7 separate regions of the Mus musculus genome follow, and all the other regions are linked to region 6. Evidence: chromatin contacts called from public Hi-C, HiCAR-type and HiChIP or PLAC-seq data. All regions are on one chromosome and are shown on one strand. The core of a region is the stretch at or near the end of the contact, and the rest is flanking DNA. Distances in the headings are between cores, read along the strand shown. Region 1 holds the start of Snx7 (sorting nexin 7). Region 2 has its middle 38 kb from the start of Rwdd3. Region 3 holds the start of Alg14 (asparagine-linked glycosylation 14). Region 4 has its middle 3.6 kb from the start of Mir137. Region 5 overlaps Rwdd3 (RWD domain containing 3). Region 6 holds the start of Ptbp2 (polypyrimidine tract binding protein 2). Region 7 holds the start of Tlcd4 (TLC domain containing 4).

Evidence for each region. Hi-C and Micro-C count contacts between places; a contact is called where the count stands out from the background. HiCAR-type assays count read pairs that join an accessible place to other places. HiChIP or PLAC-seq counts read pairs in DNA pulled down with a chosen protein or histone mark.
Region 1: an H3K27ac HiChIP or PLAC-seq map of the NIH/3T3 cell line shows a contact between it and region 6, with 7 times the contacts expected there. The contact joins the promoter of Snx7 here to the promoter of Ptbp2 in region 6. A contact is called at or near these places in 2 of 39 promoter capture datasets (hippocampal neurons and liver) and 3 of 115 datasets of contacts at active chromatin or transcription factors (the NIH/3T3 cell line, astrocytes and stem cell-derived neural progenitor cells).
Region 2: an H3K4me3 HiChIP or PLAC-seq map of embryonic forebrain shows a contact between it and region 6, with 6 times the contacts expected there. The contact joins the enhancer-like site here to the promoter of Ptbp2 in region 6. A contact is called at or near these places in 4 of 39 promoter capture datasets (cranial neural crest, embryonic stem cells, hippocampal neurons and 1 more) and 7 of 115 datasets of contacts at active chromatin or transcription factors (embryonic forebrain, embryonic limb bud, embryonic midbrain and 4 more).
Region 3: a contact with region 6 is called in a Hi-C map of regulatory T cells, with 10 times the contacts expected there. The contact joins the promoter of Alg14 here to the promoter of Ptbp2 in region 6. A contact is called at or near these places in 1 of 39 promoter capture datasets (pre-B cells), 2 of 484 Hi-C or Micro-C datasets (CD8 T cells and regulatory T cells), 6 of 115 datasets of contacts at active chromatin or transcription factors (astrocytes, embryonic stem cells, pro-B cells and 1 more) and 1 of 9 other capture datasets (liver).
Region 4: a contact with region 6 is called in an H3K4me3 HiChIP or PLAC-seq map of embryonic forebrain, with 10 times the contacts expected there. The contact joins the enhancer-like site here to the promoter of Ptbp2 in region 6. A contact is called at or near these places in 5 of 39 promoter capture datasets (cranial neural crest, embryonic stem cells, frontonasal cranial neural crest and 2 more), 4 of 484 Hi-C or Micro-C datasets (the N1E-115 cell line, cerebral cortex, cortical neurons and 1 more), 12 of 115 datasets of contacts at active chromatin or transcription factors (VIP interneurons, astrocytes, craniofacial prominence and 8 more) and 1 of 9 other capture datasets (embryonic stem cells).
Region 5: an H3K4me3 HiChIP or PLAC-seq map of embryonic forebrain shows a contact between it and region 6, with 5 times the contacts expected there. The contact joins the enhancer-like site here to the promoter of Ptbp2 in region 6. A contact is called at or near these places in 5 of 39 promoter capture datasets (cranial neural crest, embryonic stem cells, hippocampal neurons and 2 more), 7 of 115 datasets of contacts at active chromatin or transcription factors (acute myeloid leukemia, astrocytes, embryonic forebrain and 4 more) and 1 of 9 other capture datasets (embryonic stem cells).
Region 7: a HiCAR-type map of astrocytes shows a contact between it and region 6, with 4 times the contacts expected there. The contact joins the promoter of Tlcd4 here to the promoter of Ptbp2 in region 6. A contact is called at or near these places in 1 of 39 promoter capture datasets (embryonic stem cells) and 1 of 115 datasets of contacts at active chromatin or transcription factors (astrocytes).

The regions. Positions count from the first base shown.
Region 1 is chr3:117,867,540-117,870,406 of GRCm38.p6, reverse strand. It overlaps Snx7 (sorting nexin 7), which reads left to right and starts at 1,471. Exons shown (of 9, transcript NM_029655.3): 1 at 1,471-1,663. The coding sequence starts at 1,502.
Region 2 is chr3:121,132,477-121,135,379 of GRCm38.p6, reverse strand. No RefSeq gene overlaps it. Among named protein-coding and RNA genes, the nearest start is that of Rwdd3, 38 kb to the left of the region's middle. Within about 2 kb of position 1,264, at least 4 of the 459 cell types and tissues checked have an H3K27ac peak or open chromatin away from gene starts, as enhancers often do. A contact at or near this core is called in embryonic forebrain, where this site is marked.
Region 3 is chr3:121,290,018-121,293,153 of GRCm38.p6, reverse strand. It overlaps Alg14 (asparagine-linked glycosylation 14), which reads right to left and starts at 1,414. Exons shown (of 4, transcript NM_024178.3): 1 at 1,171-1,414. The coding sequence starts at 1,306.
Region 4 is chr3:118,428,836-118,431,693 of GRCm38.p6, reverse strand. No RefSeq gene overlaps it. Among named protein-coding and RNA genes, the nearest start is that of Mir137, 3.6 kb to the left of the region's middle. Within about 2 kb of position 1,278, at least 40 of the 459 cell types and tissues checked have an H3K27ac peak or open chromatin away from gene starts, as enhancers often do. A contact at or near this core is called in the N1E-115 cell line, VIP interneurons, cerebral cortex and 4 more, where this site is marked.
Region 5 is chr3:121,158,149-121,161,143 of GRCm38.p6, reverse strand. It overlaps Rwdd3 (RWD domain containing 3), which reads left to right. Exons shown (of 5, transcript NM_028456.3): 2 at 1,889-2,376. Among named protein-coding and RNA genes, the nearest start is that of Rwdd3, 12 kb to the left of the region's middle. Within about 2 kb of position 1,298, at least 42 of the 459 cell types and tissues checked have an H3K27ac peak or open chromatin away from gene starts, as enhancers often do. A contact at or near this core is called in embryonic forebrain, hippocampal neurons, pre-B cells and 1 more, where this site is marked.
Region 6 is chr3:119,782,010-119,784,822 of GRCm38.p6, reverse strand. Ptbp2 (polypyrimidine tract binding protein 2) reads left to right here and starts at 1,435. Exons shown (of 14, transcript NM_001310711.1): 1 at 1,435-1,621. The coding sequence starts at 1,614.
Region 7 is chr3:121,261,580-121,264,700 of GRCm38.p6, reverse strand. Tlcd4 (TLC domain containing 4) reads left to right here and starts at 1,534. Exons shown (of 8, transcript NM_001355678.2): 1 at 1,534-2,001.

The sequences.
Region 1 (2,867 bases), core at 222-2,721, 1.9 Mb after region 6:
CATAGCGACAGTAAGATCAGAGAGGAAAACATAAATTGTTTTAATAACTTGCATCCTTTGTAGGGCTCAGCAAAGAGTCATTTTGAATGAGTATGTCTCATAATGCGCTTTACTAAGATATTTCATGGTTCTCAACCTAAAACCCATTATGGTTTGTTTACTAAGGAATGTAAGACACACAATCTGTATGATAAAACCAAAGGAGAAACTGGGACCAGACTGTCATTTCACAAGTCTTACTAAAATTGATGGGACTATAGATAATTCCTGGAAGACTGGCAGAACACAGTATTTTGAGGACACCAACCATAAGGCAAAGGAACATTTTGTACATTTAAGTAGCCGGTGACCAGGCTGGATGCTATGTGGGTCATATCCTGAAACACACTGGAGGTCCTTAAATAGTTAAAAGGGGATATATTGAGGAACTGTCTCAACCAGAAATAAAAATATTTAAATTGGGAAGCTTTTTATCTGTTTCCCCTCTCTGTTTTCTTTTTTCAACCTATGTTATAATTAGCTGGCCTCAAAGTGCAAGTCCTCTTGCCTCAGTCTACCCTGTGTTGAAATTACAGTCAAGCATTCCCATATTTGGCTCTTACAGGAATCTTCATTTAGAAATTTAAAGAGAGAGAGAGAGAGAGAAAGAGAGAGAGAAGACCAAAAGGAATAAATAATAAAAATGGAAGCTAGTTCTAACATATATCAATTAGTACTCAATTTTTCATTAACTTTGAATCTATAAAAACCAAGCAATGAACAACTAAATAGTTCCAGCTTTGCACTGGCTGTATGAAAAGGCATGCAAGATTGTTTCTTTCTCCTTGCAATACCCAGGGCTGCTGGCAGACCTTGGAGCTTGGAAACATTCTTGCACATTAACTTCAGGAAGAGTTCCAGGAGAAAGCTATGTTAGAAAGTAGCTGAAAATAATTGTTCAGCCTCAGCTTCCTTAACTCGACAGTAAAAGGACAACAAAATCCAATCGATGGGAAAAAACAAACAAACAAACAATTGAAAACCAGGAGGTTCAGATGTCTTTAATTTTTGCATTAGTCTCTGTAAAGACAGACTTGAGAATGGGAAAAAAAGTCACAACCTGGGAAAAGGGCACTTTTCAGAACAGGAAATCAAGCTGGGTCAGCTGGTTGTGTATATAGATCCTGCCACTTCACGCACAAACCTGGTGGCCCTTGGCTGTGTCAGGGCGAGAACACCACCTCCTGTCCTCTGTATCTCCATGGCCCACCCTGGCGGTGTTCCTAGAGTCAGAATTTAAAAGTCGGGCTGTAGATCTGAGCCAGGTTGTGGCTGGGCAGGCCCCACCGCTCTCCCGCCCCGGCCCGGCCCGGCGCCGCGGGCTCCCGCAGTTCCGCGTCTGCGCACGGCCGAGGGGCAGGAGCTGGGCTGGCCAGGGAGGCGCAGGGCGCCTCGGGAGCCAATGGGCGCGCGCGGGGGAGCCGGGCTGGCAGAGGCGGCCGGCTGGGCGCGCACTGCCGGGATGGACGGCGAGCGCCTGGCGTCGGGCTCCTCGGAGCTGGCGGTCGGGGAGAGCCCGCGGGGCGGCGCCCCGATCCCGAGTGGCAGCGGTTCCTGCAGCCTGCTGCAGGCCGATGTGCTGGATCTGGACGAGGACGAGGACGACCTGGAGGTGTTCAGTAAGGTGAGGGCAGGGGACGTGGCCATGGCCGTGGTGGCGGGGACTGCCTGTCCAGGGAAAGTTCCAGGGTGACTCAACTCTCCAATGGAGCTGGAGCTGGGGACAGTACCTCCAAGGCTGAACTAGTCGTTCCCTCCTCTTCACTTTTATCAGTGGCAGGGCCAAGGCTCATGGAGTCTGAAAAGTTCTGATTTTTTTTTTCTCTCTTCGTCTTTCCATTTTTCCTTGCTTGACAGCGACATTCCTCACCGTGTGCGGGTGGCCTGAAACTGCTTCTCCCTCCCCCCCCCCCAGCTCCTCCCCCTCCCCTAGGCTTCTTGACAATCCTAAAGTCCAGGAGAGCAATTGTGATTGCCTTAGTGCAGGGAGGTGGTTTTTGATTTACTGTTGTTATGTGTAAATGGGAGAGTTGAGTCACATTCTAAGAGAGTCTGGAAACCTGTGACCATTGGGTGTAGAAATCCTTTCAGGATTGAGAAAGCCTAGCCTCTACCACAGGCACAGCTGAAGACTTTAAATTGGGCAGTTATTCTGGTCCAACCCTCAGCTCCAGTCTGCATATTTCCTTCCCATTTGCCTTGGAAATCTAGCCTCAAAGGCGCTCCCTGGCTAGTGATATAATTAGACAGAAATGGACATACCGGCAGTAGTGGTAGACTTGATGCAAACTTGCCCTTCCTGAAAGTTGGAAACAACAACAAAAAAATACCTTTCTTTTGGCACAGTCCCAGTGTCACAGCAGTTTTTCAAAAGTGCTCAGTGGGAACATTGGATCAATGACTATTCAGTAGTGACATGTTGCCTTGAGATGTTACATGAGCCCACCAACTTAAAACTGTTAAACAGAAGTTAGCAAGTAACCAACACCCTTGGACTCCAGTGCGGAGCTCACAAACATCGTTTTGCACCCCTAGAGCATGTGAGATTGGACACCCAGTTGCATTCTAAGTAGATGGTATATCAGTTATGTGTGCTTAGTCTTTCTTTGTATTTGAATTATAAAACTGGGATTATTTCACATTTAGTTTCAATACTATCAAATTTTAATATCAATGTGTGTGTTTATGCACTCATACCTTTGCGTGCATACATACTCTCCTTTGTGCACAATTGGAGATCAGAGCTCAGCCACCATGTGGGGTCCAGGGGATTGAATCCAGGTCAACGGGTCCCATAGCAAGCACCTTACTGAGCCATCCAGAGTCCC
Region 2 (2,903 bases), core at 15-2,514, 1.4 Mb before region 6:
GAAAGCCAAGTAAATTATTTCTAATAAAGATACAATCCTGGCATATATTTAGAGAAAAAAAAATAGAACCAGTTATTTGCTGGCAAACTTTTAAAATATTTGTTCAGTTTAAATTTTTTTTTTCTAATTTCGAGTCTTAACACTGGGGCAGTATAAACTGGAGGGTGCCTGCTTTTCCAAGTTAGATTTGGAGTTACATAATTCATATGAATACGTTTAGGTCCTGAGTGTCATATTCTGCTGGATTGGCCTTCTTAATATTTTTTTTAAAAAATACTAAACAAATGGGTAAACATTTGTGGAGAACAGTGTACCTTCTTTTTGTATTTTATACAGTTAATCATCCTAAGCTAGGTATTATTTGGTTAGCTGTAGAATATATAGACATGCGCAGATTCAGGAACTGGAGACGTTGTGATAGCATTGAGTGGTTATTAGGCCATATGAGGGTGTAGGCTTATATATCAGTATCTGTTAGTGTCGTCTTCTAAACTTCATGGTATTTCCTGCTAGCAAAGAACTCTCTTTTTTTTTTTTTCTGAGAAGAAAAAAAAAAGGTTGCTTATAAAATGAGGCCATTTTGCATATTAATTAGGAGGTCTTTGAACTCTAAGAATAAAATCCGTTAATGCTTTGGATACGGAACAAGTGTGCATTCAAAGGCATTAATTTTATGCTAATAACGAGGCAAGCTTTACATTTTCCTTTGTTTTGTTTGCATTTCCTAAAGATAATTTAATGCAAATAATCCATCCATGTGCTGCACAGAGCGTGGAGGATGGCGGTCCTATAGGTAAGATTTTATCAGCGCTTCCATTATAAATCTCTATTACCCATGCTTTATAATTTAATTGAAAAAACTCACTGCAGGCAGAAATTCAACACTTAGAGTTTCAGGCCGAGCGCAATATTTCTCTTTTAAAAATTGCCTCCTCTATTTAATTTCACAGTTAATGGAAATGTAAGAAGTGTCCTCCTGGAGCTGATTCCGAACAAAGCCAAACAGATCATTGTCTCCAACTGAAATCATTTCTAAGTGAAAGTACCCGGTGTCTTACTATTGGCCTAGTACTATGGCGTTTAGCCAAATTAAAACAAACAAAACAACAGCAACAACTGGATCTGTTTATCCTCTGTCTTTCCCCCTGACGCCCACATGCAAGGAGAACTAGAAAATCCCGTGAAGAGGAGACACCTAAGAATGCACGTTAAATCTCATGGGCGGCACGCCCCCTTTCTGCTTGGCTTCCGTGTGCACACTTGACTCTGTTACAGGGGATCTGAGCTCCAGCTGGGGGATCTGCTCTTGTCAAACTGAGATAGGAAGGGGGCAATAGGGTAAGGGGGTGCGTGCTCCAGACTTCTTTATCTGCCATGTAAGTGTTCTCCCTAACCTTCTGCTTCAATTACCTTGACGGGAGCCCAGGGTTAATTAACGGGCATACTGTTTCCGATGGCTTACGCAGTAGAACTGAGAGGCTCAGGTTTTTGAAACATGGTGGTTTTGCCATCAGCTTTCGAACCCAAATCCTATAGTGCAGAAAGGTTAACCTGCCAGATGATACACGCTCCCCAATCAAGCCTTTACTGTAGCTTTCGCAAACCCAAGGAGAAAAGAGATCGTGAGTTAGAATGAGCCACACCGCTCCCTCCAACCCACCAGCCTTTCTGTTTAATTTTTGCTTGTAATGCTGCATTTGAAACGTACGCTGTTGAGTCCTTAACCTTAAGTAGTCATGGGAACCTGCCTAAATACCATCTGTCTCTCTCTCTGGATGGTATTGTTTCTAAATCAGATGTCTTGACACCCTAAGAAAAAATATTGAGGGGAAAAAATAATACAAACACCTCTCATGACATTTTGCCACTTAAAAAATGCATTAATATACATATTTTATTTTTGAAAGAACTTGTCAATGTCATAATAATGATGTTTCTATTTTGAGAGAAGAGAAGCCAACAGGATTAACTGAGGAAGAACTATCAGATATATTCCTTATTAATGATTTATTTGAATTGCCTTTAGAGTTGCCATTTACAGAACACCTAGCACTAACAGTTACTGCATTGTGGGTTTTACCTTTGCCACCGCACTGACTCCTCACAGATGTTTCCTGACGTGCAGGCAGCTCCCGCCACATGGACAAACCCTGGCAGCTGCTTGGACGGCACAGGAAGCTGAAGCTAAGAGAAGCAGCAACTTGCTAAGGATCCTGGGTAAACATGTGGCCATCAGCATTCATGCCCTCCCTTCAGTCTTGTGGCCTTTGTCCAGTAGCCAAGTGGCTTCTTATTGCTTTTGGGATAATTCGTATTTTAAAGTTAGAGCACTAGAGTATAAATGTATAGTGAGATACTGGGAATCCGTTCTTCTTATACCCAGTCCGAAGGGTTTACAAGTGATACAGTTTTACTTCCTTATTCCTTACAGTTTTGGATGCTGGGTATCCTGAGTTCGAGGGACCATTTGATTGGGTTTCCAGTGAGGACTCACCTCCACTTCTAAGATAGCCGCTCACTGTCGCATCCTTCTGTGATTGCACATGCTGTGGCCGCACAAGCCGTGGCCTTACATGGCAGAAGGTTTGAAAGGTCAGTTAACTGGGACGCCTCTTTTCTAAGGGCTTTAATTCTATTCACGAGGGTAGTGACCTTATGACGTAAAGTCTTTCCCAAAGACCACACTTCTTAATAATATCACAGTGGGGATTGAGTTGACATGAATTTTTGAGACACAGTCAAATCATAGCAGGTACCATGACCAGAACGGTTTCTATTTAGTGATATCTATTGTGAACAACCATCTATGAATTTATAAAATGTCTACGTCTAATTCTGAAAGTATTCTACGTCGCTTAGATTCTCTTTTTCTTTCATTATTTGGGAACCTCACATCATGTACC
Region 3 (3,136 bases), core at 165-2,664, 1.5 Mb before region 6:
GGTCACATGACATTAAAAAGGAACAGAAAATTCCTTATTGTCTAGTGACACAGCAACCATAACACAGTAGCCCAAGGTAATCTATGAACAAATTCACTGTGCTGCCTGCAATATAAAAAAGTACAATATAGGGGCTGGTGAGATGGCTCAGCGGTTAAGAGCACTGACTGCTCTTCCAAAGGTCCTGAGTTCAAATCCCAGCAACCACATGGTGGCTCACAACCATCCGTAACGAGATCTGACGTCCTCTTCTGGTGTGTCTGAAGACAACTACAGTGTACTTACATATAATAAACAAGTCTTTAAAAAAAGTACAATATATACTACTATATACAGTTCATAACATTTGATAACAATAATACACAACTACATTACTAGTTTGTGTATTTTTATTAGTGTGTATTTTTTTTAAAGCTACTGTAAAACTGTATGGTCTCCTGCAGAGGCTGCCTTAAACACCTCGAATTTACTGTGTGTCTTGACTGCATCATTTTCTGTTAGGCAATGGTTTTGTTTTACTGTCCCTGGAGCAATAGGTTATAACATATGTATTCCAGACAGCATTGATATAGGTTTGGGTATCACCTTGGTTGTTTAAAGTTGAGTCGTGTTTAACTATACACTCGTCAAAACTGTTCATCTAAAATTTTAAGTTTTAAAATGTTCAGAGCTGACTGGACAGTTTATTACTCATATCCTGTCACTCTGGAGGTATCGTCGTATGGAGTGTCCACGTTTTTATCCTCAGGGACTTTGCGCATTCATAAGTGCGACAACTCTACTTCGTTTACCATGTAATGTTCACATTTCTTAAACTAAGTACAAAGACCTAGAATTAATAACGCACAGCAGCAAAGAGGGCAACAATATGTCAGCATCAAAAGGCTTCGGCGTACTCCGTCGCTAATTATTTGTTAGAAAGCAGTACACTACAGAGAGGCTTAATTACAGACAAGTGTAAATGACCTGTCTTAATGACAGGCGGCTGGGTGGCGTCAGCTAACCAGCATTTTTTCCTGCCTGGGGTGGCCGGTTCCGGGAACGCAAAGAAACTACAAATCTCAGCATGCAGCGCTCCTAAAGGCGCTAAGAAGGGCGAAGAGAGTCGCGATGCATTCTGGGGTTTGTAGTGCCTAACTCAAGACCGTCGGCCTCCGCCCGGATACTTACCGGATCCAGCCACGATCAAGAGTCTGAGAGACTCTCGGGGAGTGACGTGATGGGGCCCAAGCACGGTCCATAGTCGCTGGAATAGCAAGATCACTAGCCCTGCGGCTGTAGCAGCTAGAATCAGAATGCTCAGCATTCAAAGGATGGCGCATGCGTGTAGACCTGGCGCCAGCGGTTAAAGTTTGCAAGCACCGCGCTTAAGAGCAAACAGGGAGCAAAGCGCCTCTCTGTGGGCGGGGATGGTCTGCACTGGGCGGAGCTTGCCAAGTTGGGCGGTCAAAGTTCAGAAGTGTGGCTCTGATTGGAAAACGCAGAACGACGCGTCTCTTGCGTCTCAGTGAGCCGGGTTTGTCCGTGATGGGTGGGGCTAAGGGCAGTTTGCCCAGGAAGCGCTACAAGGAACAGTAATGGTTTTGTTACCCGAGTTTGTGCTGCAGTTGTGTAGTTGGAAAGTTAAGTGCTGGAGAAGTTTGATTTCTGCCAGTGGCGAGGTCAAACTACATGTATGGTAGAAGGACCACGAAGCCCCGGGTTAGTAGCTGCTCCTGTCCTGCCAGGTTTTGCCTGAGGCTCCTGGCATACATCACTACTTCCTTTCTTCCTTACGGGTTCCAAGACAAACCGAACTAGAAAATTTTTGCCAGTCAGAGGCATACTCTTAGGGGGAAAACATTCAAATCCGCCCTTTCCTGACATTTATGTTTTCTAGACAGTTTCACAGATCTCAAACTATAACCAGAATCCGGATCACTTCAAGCTATGTCATATTCCTGGGAGGATTGGAAACCCCTTGGCTTCAGGTAGCAAGGGAGGAAGACATAGCCCTGCAGTTAAGTTTATCACAAAGCATTTCTGGCTTATTCCTCCCGCGGTCCTCTGAAATGATAGACTTCCACTGCCCACTCTAATCCCAGTTGTGCGTGCGTTTGTGAACTTAGCCTAAATTACAGCAAAATAAAACCTCTTGACAACAAACATTCCTTCAGACCCTTATGGGGTTACAGATTGAATAGGTCAGGCATGCAGACAGGTCGAGAAAGGTGCTACAAATTGGCCTAAATGCAATAATGTCATGTCTAGAATTAGAAACCAGAAATCCTAACTCCTGCTGCCTAAGAATGCTACACCATATGGTCCGTTGTTAAATTCAGTTTGGATTGACGATCACATTTACCTGGAGCCTAGAATGCTTTTGGGAGCGATACTGAGTCAGAAGTTCCAGGAAGGCGCCCTGAGATCTCCTTATAAAGCTAGGTGTGTTGGTTCCCGAGTCAGCAAACTGCTTGGGAGATTTCCTGACTGTATCTCTATCTTGTTGATATTATAGCACGGTGCCTGTGGGCTCTTTCATCACTCCTTCTTAACCTCATTCTTTACAGTCAGGTTCTATGTAAATGTTACTCTTTGAATTACAATAGGGAAATAGATTACACAAAAGTTAATTTGCCTGAGGTTATTTATGTGATGAAAATCAATAAGAATGCCAGACTTTTAGACAGATATCATTTGTGGCTCAAGGGCTGGGGGGGTGGGGGTGGGGGCGGGGAGACAGCACAAAGGTTAAGAGCACTGGTTGCTTTTCCAGAGGTCCCAGGTTCCAGGCCGAGAACCCACATGGTGGCTCACAACTTTCTGCCACTCTGGTTCTAGGGGATCAGATGCCTTCCTCCCAACCTCTGCAGGCACACACATGGTGCCCAGAGATAATCCAGGCAAAACACATACACACATAGAAACAACAACAACAAATCATTGAAAACGAAAATAAGGCAGAGAAGCAATTGAGAAAGACAATGTTGACCTCTGACCTCCTCACACACACACATGTACACACACACACACACATTAACATACACAGGAAGAAGGAGTGGCTCAAGAATGTTACAAAGTGTCATGCCGTTTTCTTTCAGAACCTTCTCTGCTGTTCTCCAAAGTGGCTTCAACCTACGAGTCGCTTCATATTTAA
Region 4 (2,858 bases), core at 29-2,528, 1.4 Mb after region 6:
TTTAAGAAAAAAAATCTGGAACAAGACAGGCGATAGGTTTTCTTCCTAACCAAGCAACAGAGTCAGCCCTTTCCCTACATACCAAATGCTCCACACTTCAGCACCTGGACCAGTGGACAGCTCAGCCCAAGCGGACAGCCTGCAGCACTCCCACCAGAACTGACGCTCCGAGCTCTAACCACAGCTCTTGTGCTTCAGCGGGGCAGCCTGACTTACGAGAACACCATTTCCTACGAGACCACTGCCGCTGGGTGCATATTCAATTCAAACCTCCTTAAGCTGTCGGATTTCCCCCACCCATCCACTCTCCCCACCCCCCTCCACCCTCCACACAAAAAAACGGAAAAGGGAAAAAGCCCAATACTACCAGGGCGTTTGTTGATCAACTTACACTTTCCTCTCGAATATTTAGGTACCGCTATCGGAGCAATAGCAGCGGAGGCTTAGGTCCGCATTAAGTACCTTTGTTCGTCGACTCCTGCAAGCCATGTTTATTAGAATCTACAATTCCCTCGCGCCCTAATAACTGAAGGTGTGTTTTTCGGGCAAGGGGTGCTTTCAGCACCTTTTGATCTCTCAAGGCCACTGCCACTATGGCAGTGTTCCTCTGTACTTCCCCACCCTGTCCCCCACTCCCCAACACCCATCCTAGCTAAACGCTTGGTAATTAAAAACCAAATATTCATAAAGCGAGCTACAAAAAAAAAAATCGGTTTAGGAAATAAGGCAATTAAGCTAAAGCAGAAATATTCTCATTCTCTCTCTCTCTCTCTCTCTCTCTCTCTCTCTCTCTCTCTCTCTCTCTCTCCTCTCTTCTCCCCTCCCTCCTTAACTCCCTCCTCCCTTCTTCTATCTCTCCTTCCCTCTCAAGTAGAAAAGGGAAAACACGAAGGAGAGGGGAAAAAAATCGGGAGGAGGGTGGTAGTGGACTCCTACAATCAATGGCAAAACACTATACACATCGTCACCGAGTAACACTCTCTGTCTCAGACAAAAAGAAACCCATTTACCGATGTAAACATAGTCGCCCTCTCCCACACATCCTACATCCTATGCGTTTGCTGAGATTTGTCTGCAGTATCGCAGGTATAGCAAAGTAACTGTCACAAATCCGTCTAGAATGAAGTGCTTACCCTCTAAATCCAGGTTGCCGGCTGAACTCCAACTGTGTGCAGAAGCCAGGAGTCATCGGATGGGCGGCGAGGCAGGCTTGGGCAGTGGGAGCCGCTGCTCTCTGAGCGCCCGGTTACAGTGTTAACAAGCCCTGGGAAGGGACCTTGTCGCCTCTCGCTGGCTGTGCCCCAGTGCCTTCGCGTGGTGGCGGCTTGCTCATGCTTCGGAGGAGTCCCAGGCGAGAGCCTTCAGCTGATGCGAGCTTCCAGAAAGGCGTGGGGAAGGGGGGAAAATCATCTAATGCAATCAAATCGATCTGATCCACACCATCTGTCGCCTGCCACTATACACAAACGTTAAAATAGGAAAACGGAAAACACTGACAGCCCAAGAGGCTTGGTCTGCAAAGAGTTCATTTTTAGCAAAGCATAATTGGGTATGGTCGGCGTACAGTTACAAAAAGCCGCTGTTAACCATCCAGTAGTGGACCCCGAACATGCTAATGGTGGATTAATTGAGGAAGATCTGACGTGTGAGCTTCATAGTCTCTTATTCATGACTTCCCAATGGGAAAGGACCAATGCCTTGTGGGACTATGGTAACATACAGTCAAAAAGCTGCTAAGAAAATGGCTGTGTGTTCACAGCACCTCTCTCTGATAACAAACATATGTCGACTAAAACGGTTTAGTAGAATGGGAGGGGGGGTTGGAGAATAGAATTTTCATTCCCTGTGTAAGCAACCCCCATATTCTTTCCTTAAAGAAAAGCAAAAAAGATATATACAACATCTTTAGCATACTGGAGAGAAAAAAAATGATGCCTTTAAAGCCTTTTTTTTTAATTTTTAATTTTTAAAATCAGCACCAAACTGTCACAGAAAAGAAAAGGAGCACTTATATAGCAGTTCTTAAAAAAAAAAAAAAACTATCATGCGTTTTCTTACTGTGATCAAAATACATGCAAAGCATATGCTGTATATAAAAACAATCTAGTAAATACCACTAGCTTTGACTAGGGGTTATTTTTTCCAGGTACCCTCTATGACTTATTGAAATCAGATCAGGATGCCTTTTTGAGAAACATTTTGTATCATTTAAAATTGATGGGGGACAGTTTTTAAAAATTAAGTTTTATAGTCCCTCCTCCCACCCATACACTGTTTGATGTGTCTCTGATCTAAACTAAACATTTGATAGGAGTGATATGGCAATGTGGGAAAGGGTAGAGATGTCAGGAAGAGGAAAAGGATGTATACTATCAATAATCAATAAATTCTACTCTATTTTTAATAGAAAAATAGGGAAATAAAATATATCACACCCTGTTAATTGTGATATTTAAATGCATACCATTATTCAAAATTAATGTTTTATGTATGGAGGGAGAACATATTTCAAACAGTGTGTGACTGTCCCTCACCTATTTGCAATTTTCAGATATTTTTAGAGGAACATCATAAGAGAGTTTCTTCTATATACGTGTAGCATTCTTTTATTACCTGTTATAAATAGGCTACACTTCTCTGATTTTCACATCCATTTGAAAACAGATAATCATATTCACTTTATTCTGCTTTTTAAAAAATTACATCAATTCTTTAGTAAACAATTAGTATTTAAGATAATTCTTGAGGTAGCTGAATGTGTCTACTGAAAAACTCTGATAATCTCTTTAAGAAAAAAATGAATTAGATTAGTCTAAAAATATAGCTTGAAGACAAATCAAACAATTTACCTGATCTTT
Region 5 (2,995 bases), core at 49-2,548, 1.4 Mb before region 6:
CTCTCTCTCTCTCTCTCTCTCTCTCTCTCTCTCTCTCTCTCTCTCTCTCTCTTACACACACACACACACACACAAACACAAACACACAAACCCCCTAAAAAACCCTTTATGTTCACACATCTCTAATAGAAGACTTTGCAGGCGTAGACTCAGGAAGCTCTGTGTCCACCCTGGACTGAACCACGGTGGCAGATCTGTGTCTTACTTATTCCTTTTTCTGAACAGCACAGTGCACAGGGTTGACATGTACCCAGTGTATGCTTGTAGAATGATGAATGATTGAAGATTAAAGATTCTACCCCCTCAATGAGAGGGAATGCAGGCTTGCTGCATGACTGCCGACAAGTTTAATCTGCCTGGTGATCCTGTGTTGTTTACAGGTCCATAAAAGTCCTACATAGCAAATATATATTAATCGAACTGATAATGACAGGAGCTTACTCTGACAGTAAAATATACCATTGAAAAGAGGAACTCAGTGAAAGAAAGGAGAGACGTGCAGCTAGTGAGATGTTTCCGTTTGTGGAGGTGCTTGCATATGGGTCTGACAGTCCCATAATCCTCCAAGATAATGAAGCAGAACTGTTTTGTTAAGTTGTTCTCTGAGCCTCCCCATGGCCACACACACCAATAATAATGACAGTATGTTAGTAGAAGAAGGAAGGAGGAACAAAGACACTTGAAGCATGTGATAACTTTTAGAAGCATGTATGCTGTAATATTTAGAGAAGTTTTTTTAAAAATACTATATACATTACATATGTAAAAGAAAATATTATATGGTCTTTGCAATAGCTACTGCCTCTGATTCCGGATGGGGTCTGAAAATAGTAGTTCCTGGCAGCTGGTATTGACATCCATTAAAGAAAAACTCTAACAGATGTGCTAGGTCCTGTATGAATCTGTGTAACAACAGCTTTTAGATACCATTGGGATCAGATGGCTAAGAAGTGATTTCAGTGTTCTGTTAGGCTCTTTAAAATGGAGGCTGTGTTTGGGTGTCCATTGTTGAGGCAGCCATCCAGGTGTAGGATCTGGCTGCTTCTGTGCTGAGAAATAGAACAGGGGCAGAGAAAGAAGGCAGAGAGGCAGACTGGCCACATAGCCCTGTGTCTGGACCTGGCTCCCGTCTCCTTTCTCTGATCAGGGTGCTTCTGCTCCCTGCAGAATGAATTAGCCTGACATTTTATCAACTTTTTGGAAAGTGGGGTGAAGTGATGTGGAACACATCAGAGTGGGGAAGCCAAGCACATCTGAAAGAGAGCAGATTTCCTCTCGTCTCCTAGGCGTGCTCTGCCCCTTGTGGAGTCAGTGGAGGCTGAACGGATGTCCGCCCAGTTTCAGTTCATCCTGCTGCCTTCATGTTACACTGACGTGAGTGGATCGGAATCAGAAGAGTAGGTACCCCCCCAACCCCCCACGTTCAGTGTCACAGATGGTCACCGGTGTCACATGGCCCTGCCACCACCCAGGTTCCGTGTGACTCACCACAAATAACTTGGAGTGGACTCCTTACACCTTCCCTATACATGCTGCTGCTCCATTGAACACCTATAAGGGCTGATTTGTGATTTTCGTAATTACCAGTAAATTATGGATGGAAATTGTATAAATCAAACTGCCTTTTTTTGATAATTTCATAAAAAATGGGTGATAAAGAGAGTGAATTGCAAGTACATTTGCGTGGCACTGTTCATGTGTGTTTATGGCAGGGGGGATTAACCTGTAAATCATGGCTTTTTTGCCTTGTGTGTCTCTTCATAAAATAAACTCAGCGTTTTCCTATGAGCAATAAACTGAGGTTTGAAAGGGAAATTTTTTTAACTGATTAGTATTCCATTGAGATTGAATTATGTGGAGCTAATGATTATTTTTGGATGTCTTCCAGAGACAGATGGGGCTGTGTTTAGAATTCACACAACAGCTGAAGGACTTGTGGGTGAGGATGTGCCCTTAGAGTTGGCGTTCCATTTACCAGTTGGTTACCCTTTGTGTCTACCCGGCATCTCGGTTACCTCGGAACATCTGACCAGGGCCCAGTGTGTTACCGCGAAGGAGAAGTTACTTGGAGAAGCCAGGAAGCTCGTGTCAGAACCGATGGTTCACGAGCTGGTTCTTTGGATCCAGCAGAATCTCAGACTTGTCCTCAGCCAGCCGGAGACCGCCAGCAGCCATGAGAAGTGCACTTTGCCAGAAAGTGCGACGGGGGACGATGGACCGTGGATGACTCTTTTGCGTTTAGATCACATGAGAGCGAGGACTAAATATGTCAAAGCCGTGGAGAAGTGGGCTTCAGAGTTAAGGCTGACAGGAAGACTGATGTTCATGGGTAAATTAATACTGATTTTACTACAAGGAGACAGAAGCAACATCAAGGTGCTGGAAAACTTCATTTTGAATATGAATCTACTTGCTTTCTCTTAAATATGGTGCATTTTTAAGTGTGTTTTATAACAGTGAGCTAGTCGAAGCATGGTGTTTCTGATTTGCCTATCATCGTGTTAAATGGTACTTTGTTTTTTTTTTTTTTTCTCCTCTATTCTTTATATTTGTTTATCTTTTGTGTCTGGGTGTTTTGTCGGGATGTGTCTGTGCACCTCGTGTAAACGTTTAGAAAAGCCTCTGATGCTCACAGAGCCTGGAGGAGGGGGTTGGATCTCCTGGGAGCTTCGAGCTATGAGCTGGGTATCAAACACAGCCTCCGGAAGAGCAACCAAGTTCTAACCACTGAGCCATCTCTCTAGGCACCCAACCATCTTTCCCCAGTTGTTTTTTTAAAATATACATATCTATCTATCTATCTATCTTGTCCCTAACAACAGCTATAAACTTGCAAGGTTCAGGATTAGCATAAGATTATAATGTAAAAATTATGCCACTCAATGAAATGACAGTTTTTTTTTATTTCTTATTTTCTTAAAAATGTGTATGCGTGTTTTGCTTGCATGTATATATGTACAGTGCCCAAGGAAGCCAGAAGAGGGTGTTGGCTCCC
Region 6 (2,813 bases), core at 186-2,685:
CGAGAACCAATTATCAGTGTTGATTGTGCCAGTGCGAAGAAGATGGAGAATGCATCCTGGATCCCCTCCCTCCCTCCCTCCCTCTGGGAGCATACAGATTTAATTGTTGAGTTGAAACTATGTGAACAAAACCACAACCCATGAAAAACTATTATTAATGGAAATGATAATGGGGCCTTTACGTATCATAAGTCAAAAGTATAGATAGAAGGGAGGTGTTGCCGGAAATTAGATTTTTAAAAAGAATCGACAATCCCTAAGGCAAATCAAGACTATTTGACCAGGTGGTGGCTTGGAAACGTTCTTAGAGCAACAACAGTGCACATATGTGTGTGGTTGTTGTTGATTGCCTTTGAAACAAGGTCTCACTAAGTTTCTTCATCCTCTGGAGTAGCTGGGGCCAGGTTCTGACTTATCTTTTAAAAATAATATACAATCTCCCATTTAGTGAGGTGAAATTCCAGGTGGTAAGGGCAAGAGGCTTCTTGAAGGGGACGCGGCAGATCTGGAGGAGGTATGGAGGACACCTGGACAGACACAGTTGGTAAGTGCTGGAGGAGGTAGGGAAGAGCAAAGGGTGGTGCTGGCATTAGTGGCATGCCGGGAACATTTTCCGAAACCAAATGTTGCTGGGGCTATGATACAAATACATTAAAGAAGAACGGAAAACATGTTCTATGATATTAAGACCTTTAGTTCTATGGAAAAGTGATTTTTGTCTAGGCCGTTTTAACATTTTCATCCCCTGTAACTAATGCTAACTCAATTGGCCTCCTCTTTCCATATCCCCAAATGTTGGAATACAGGAACGCTTTCTGCCACCTCGCTCGCTCAGCGTGTGGCCATTCCCATGTAGGGATCTTGGAATATATGTTTTTCCTAACAGATGCACAAAAATTACCAACCCACATGAGAATCACCTTTTCTTCCTCTTGGCCTGATTGATTCCAGGTTTGTAAGCAAACACTAAGCTGGTGAGCAGTCCTTAATTAGGAGATGTTGTTATATTTTCCTAAGCAATGGATCTTGACCAGGGGGGTAAGCTCTTTGAGGATGAAGAATTTGTAAACGAGGTCTAGGATGCAGCTATAAAGTCTTTTTCTCTAGAGCTGAGAGGGCGAAGGGTGCCCGGGCCGGGCCTGGGATTGGTCCTTTGTGGTAATAATGCAGCTTGAGGTTGGAAGGAAGAGTGGAAGCAGCCTGAGAGCAGCAGGGTTGCAGTCCGGGCTAGCCTGAGGCACACACGGTGCAGGCTGCAGGCTGTCCCACTCACACCGCCCACGGAAGAGAAAGAACCCAGGTCAGCCAGCCACTGCAGCGGGCTCGTCTCCGAGGGCGGGAGGCAGTGCGCGCGCGGGCGGGCGGGCGGGCAAGCGGGCGGAGGCAGCCAACGGCGGAGGCGCCCACTCCCCCGGTCCCTGTGCCCCGCCGCTCGTCTCCCGCCGCCGCCGGGCGCCCGCGCGCTCGGCTCTTTCCGCCGCCGCGCGCTGCCCCGTGCGCTCCGGCACCTTCGGCAATTTCCGTCGGGCCCTGGCCGCCATTTTCTCGCCGCTTGTGTGGCTCGCTGGCTGCGTGGCTCGGTTCTTGGGAGCGAAGCTTTGTCCGGTTCGGCAATGGACGGGTAGGTACCGGGAGCCCGTGAGGAGATGGGCGAGGGAGAGGAGGCCGGCGAGGCGGCGGCCGGGATCCGGGTCGGGTCGGGTCCCGGGAAGCGGGGCTCGGGCGGCCCCTCCCAGGCCGCGCCGCCGTTACCCAACCCCCGCCCCATCACACACACCCCTCCCCGGGCTTCCCTCGGCCGCTCCGGCTACCGGCTCGAACCGCAGCCGCGGCTGGGAGGCCGGGGAGGCCTCGGGGCTGCTGTGGGGACGCGGGGCGGCCCGACTGCGGGGGATGGGGCGGGAAGCCCGGGGCGGCCCTGCCCCCTCGGGAGCCATGTCGACGCCGCGGGGAGACCCGAACCCTGGGGTGGCGGCGGCGGCGGCGGCGGCGGCGCGGGCGCGAGCGGGCCAAGCCGCGGAGGCCTGTGCGGAGCGCGAAGCCTGAGCGAGGCCCGCCATCCCCGGCCTCGCCCGAAACGCCGCGGCCGGAGCGCCGAGTGGGAGCTGCGGGGAAGGGGAGGGCGCGTGGCGGCGGGAGGGAGGAGGGCACATGTCACACTCCTTTGTTTTCATCCGAGTCTGGGAGCGGGGGCGGGAGGCCATCGGAATGCCTTTACCACCACCACAACGACAACAACAAGAATTCGGGGCTCGGCCCACAGGGCCCAGAAATTAAGCCATAAACAAAACCAAACCCCCATGAAGTGTTGGAGAGGCAGCATCAGTCACATGGGCAAAGGCCACAAGCCACGCAAGGCAGACAACAGATAATCCACACAGGGTTGGCCTTCCCCCGCCCCCTACTTTGATTAGTTTCTGGAGGAAAAAAAAATACAAAAATAAAAACAAACACCCCCCCCCCCACACCAGCCCCCCAAGCAAATATGGAACATGGATCAGAGTCGTGTTGCATCTTTGGAGAGGCTGGGCGTGAAGACCGGAGGATGCTGAGTGAGATGAGAGAGCTGTGAGAAGAAAAGAGGAGGCTCACCAATGTCGCGCCCTTGTTAACTCCACATCCCGAACGACCCAGTTCAACTCATTGTTCAGAGAAGGGGGCCACAGTTCACAGCCCACAGAGAGGAAGGGGCACGAAAAGAGACCCAGTGAACATGAACCTTTATTAAAATTGAGGGTCTGGATTTGACGAGTCTAAGAAAGTAAAATCCGAGTTTATTCAATAGGTTATCAGTCTAGAGTTAGTTATCTGGT
Region 7 (3,121 bases), core at 285-2,784, 1.5 Mb before region 6:
GAATCCCGGGACAGTCACATTTCCATAGTGTATTTCCATAGGTTGACTTGGCTTGTTAGGTTAATTACTGTTGGAGTTAGAGAATTATAGATGTTAAGGGTAATGGTGGTGCATTATCAGGAGAGAACAGAGCAACTGACCAACAATGAGGAGCTAGGATAAGTGCCTGCAGATGACAGTCCTGAGATAGCACTGTGAAATTCGTCTTAGCTGAACTGACCCTATAGATATCTGCCTATAACCATCACATGCCCACACAGTTATGAGAGGAGCACATGAGTACATGAAGCAGCTATGGGGCAAAGCAAAAACAGTCAGGGGCTATGCAGGTTGGGAAATATCTGTGATGAAACAGGTGTGGCCACAGCGCTGTGGCCCTGGAATGCCGAGACGCTTGGGTAGAACACAGGGAACGATCTGCATGGTCTTCCTGGCTGGTTTTCTGACCGTGTAGCTCATAGAGGTTTTCTCTGTGGTTCCGCCTAGACCGGGGAGCTTTCAGAAATAATTGAATTGTTCCATTTCTATAGATGAAGACGTGAGCTTCATTGAGCTTAGTTAGCTCAGTCAGCTGGAGACAGCTCGGCTAAAAAATGGACTCCAGGTTCTAATAAATAGGATTTCGGTTCTATTGCTTTCCAAGATGAATTTAAATACAGATGTGGTGTGAGATTATGTGTACATTTTCTGGCCTAAATTGGCAGCAGATGCTTCCCTGTGTGTATGCATATTATTAGGTCAAATATGTAAGCTTTATTTGGTAGGTATTTCTCACAAACAACTGCCCTATGTCATTAATGTTGAAATTTCCAGGTTATTCGATTTATGTAGAATTCATCTAGTTCCAAAAATAGGACTTGTGACTGCTTTTTTTTTTTTGGCAAATCATACAGCTTGTGTGTACCTCTGCATTATTTAGTTTTATTCCAGTTAATTGGATCTGGTTGATACAGCAGGTCGGAAAGCAGAGTTTATAGACTTGGCAGTTTGGGATACTCAGCCAGTCCTAAAACAAAACAAAAACAAACAAACAAACAAAAAAAAAACAGTCCAGTCCCATTTAAACATCCTGACCGCAGAGGGGTCCCGGATATAGATGGATTGCTAATGTACCCGTTTTTGTTACGTGGAAATCGAATCCAGGGCCTTGGACATGCTAGGCAGGAGCTATACTTGGATAGCTTGCGGTCCTTCAAGGGTGTTCTCCGGGGGTTTGGGAAGAGGCTGCTCTGGGACATGACGCCTCTTCTACACACGTGCCTCCTAGCCGGCTTGGCACGCACCTGCAGCCTCAAACCAGAACGGGGCGGGGCTGGACTTTGGCCGTGGCAGACGTGGCAGAAAGAAAAAAAAAAGCATCAGTTGCCATTTCATCTCCTCGACAAAGCAAACCATGCGGATCTTTTGCACAGCGTTTGGGCATATAAGACAGAATTCCCCATTGAAAAGGGGTTTGGGTTACGTGGCGAGCCGGGGCGCTGACCAACGCGGGGGCGGACTCACATACTTCTTCTCCCCACTCGTGAGGTCTGTGACTTGCTGGGAAAGCCCGCGCACCGCACACTGCACCCGGGCAGAGGTGTGAGCTCTCAGGGTTCCTTCGCAGCCCACCGCCTAAGCTCGCGGCTTCGAGCTCCCGCCGCGATCCAAGTCCCAGCGCCGGGAGGTGGGCCCCACGCGCGGCCTCCGGGCCCCGCCCACTCTGGCCTGGGGTCGGAGCCGCGGCGAGCGCCAGCCCAGTCCGAGCGGCCGCGGCCCCTTTAAGGAGCCGCTCTGCGGTAACCCGAGCCCGCAGTCCGGGCGGGCGCGGCGGCAGCGGCGGCGCGAGCCTCGGCGACAGCTCCTCCGGGCTCCCCCGGCTTTCCGCGAGCATCTCGCGCGTGGCTCCGGCCGGCGCAGCCTTCGGGCCAGGCTGGATGACCAGGCGCCTGTGAGCCCCGCTGCGCTCTCCCGGCCCCGCGTAGCCGCCGCCCGCGGGAGTCGTCCCGGGACCCGGCACAGGTGACGCCGTTTGGACGGGATCCGGGAGGAGGGCGGCCTCGCCCAGCGCAGCCTCGGGCACTGCGCCGCGTCGCACCGGCCTAGCGCGGCCGAGCTCGGGCGCCCGAGGCGGGTGGGAGCGCGCGGGAGGCTCTCGCAGGTGTGCGGCGGCGCAGCATCCTTCCTGCTGTCGGCCCCGCGCCGCTTAGCTCGGAGCAGATGATGTCCCGGGCCCGCGGCCCCCGGCGCTGGCCCGGGGTCCACTCGGTTCTCCCAGGCTGCTTGGTTCGGTCCCCCGGCTTTCCTGCTTGGCTAGAGGCAATCAAGGGGTCTGAGCCCAAAGCGGGTGGGTGCAACCTCTGGGCCTGCGGGGGACGCTTTCTTGCGAGAGACCGGCTCAGGGTCGGGAGCATCAAGTGGCATCCCCATCCTCCTTTTCTAAAAAAAGTAGCCTATTTTTACCCCCCACGACTCTCAAGTGGGTCCCATTTTTAGCCACCTGAGTGCTTAAGTCTAGTGGAGGGAGAATTGGTTTCTCTTTCCAGCCTCTGTAACCTCCTGGCAAGTTGGTTAAACTAAGTGCCTTCGTTTACCTTGGTAGGAAATGGGGCCTCTAATGCCACTATCTTATTTTCCCACCTTTCCAAGATGGTAGGGCAGCCTCTGTGAAAGTGGTTTTAAGTTAAGTTCATTTAACGGACACTTGCTGGCCTGTGTTTTTGTTTTTATTTGTAAGCATTTTCGAGCCACTGTACATGTGTATGTAAAACTGCAAAATATTAAAAAGTAATCTTTGATGTTTAAATTAACTCAGATACCAGTTTGGAGGCAATGTGGGAGAGTTTGTGTGGATGGTGGGAATTAATGTGTTTAATACTCATGTCTGTAATTTTATTTAGTAAAACCTTTACATAGTCAGATAATTGAAAAATTAAAAATGGATCTAGGATGGGGATGTTTTAAGGTGAAATTAACGTTTATAAGTAGTTTCTTAAGTCAATATATTCAGGAATCCCACTGCCCATGTTCCATCAGGTTAAAGATCTTTTCTCTTTGTTTCTATTTTCCTTAAGTTGTATGGATGAAACGAAATAAGATGTGTGTACCGGTGATGTCAGAAAAACTTGAGACTAGTTGTGGA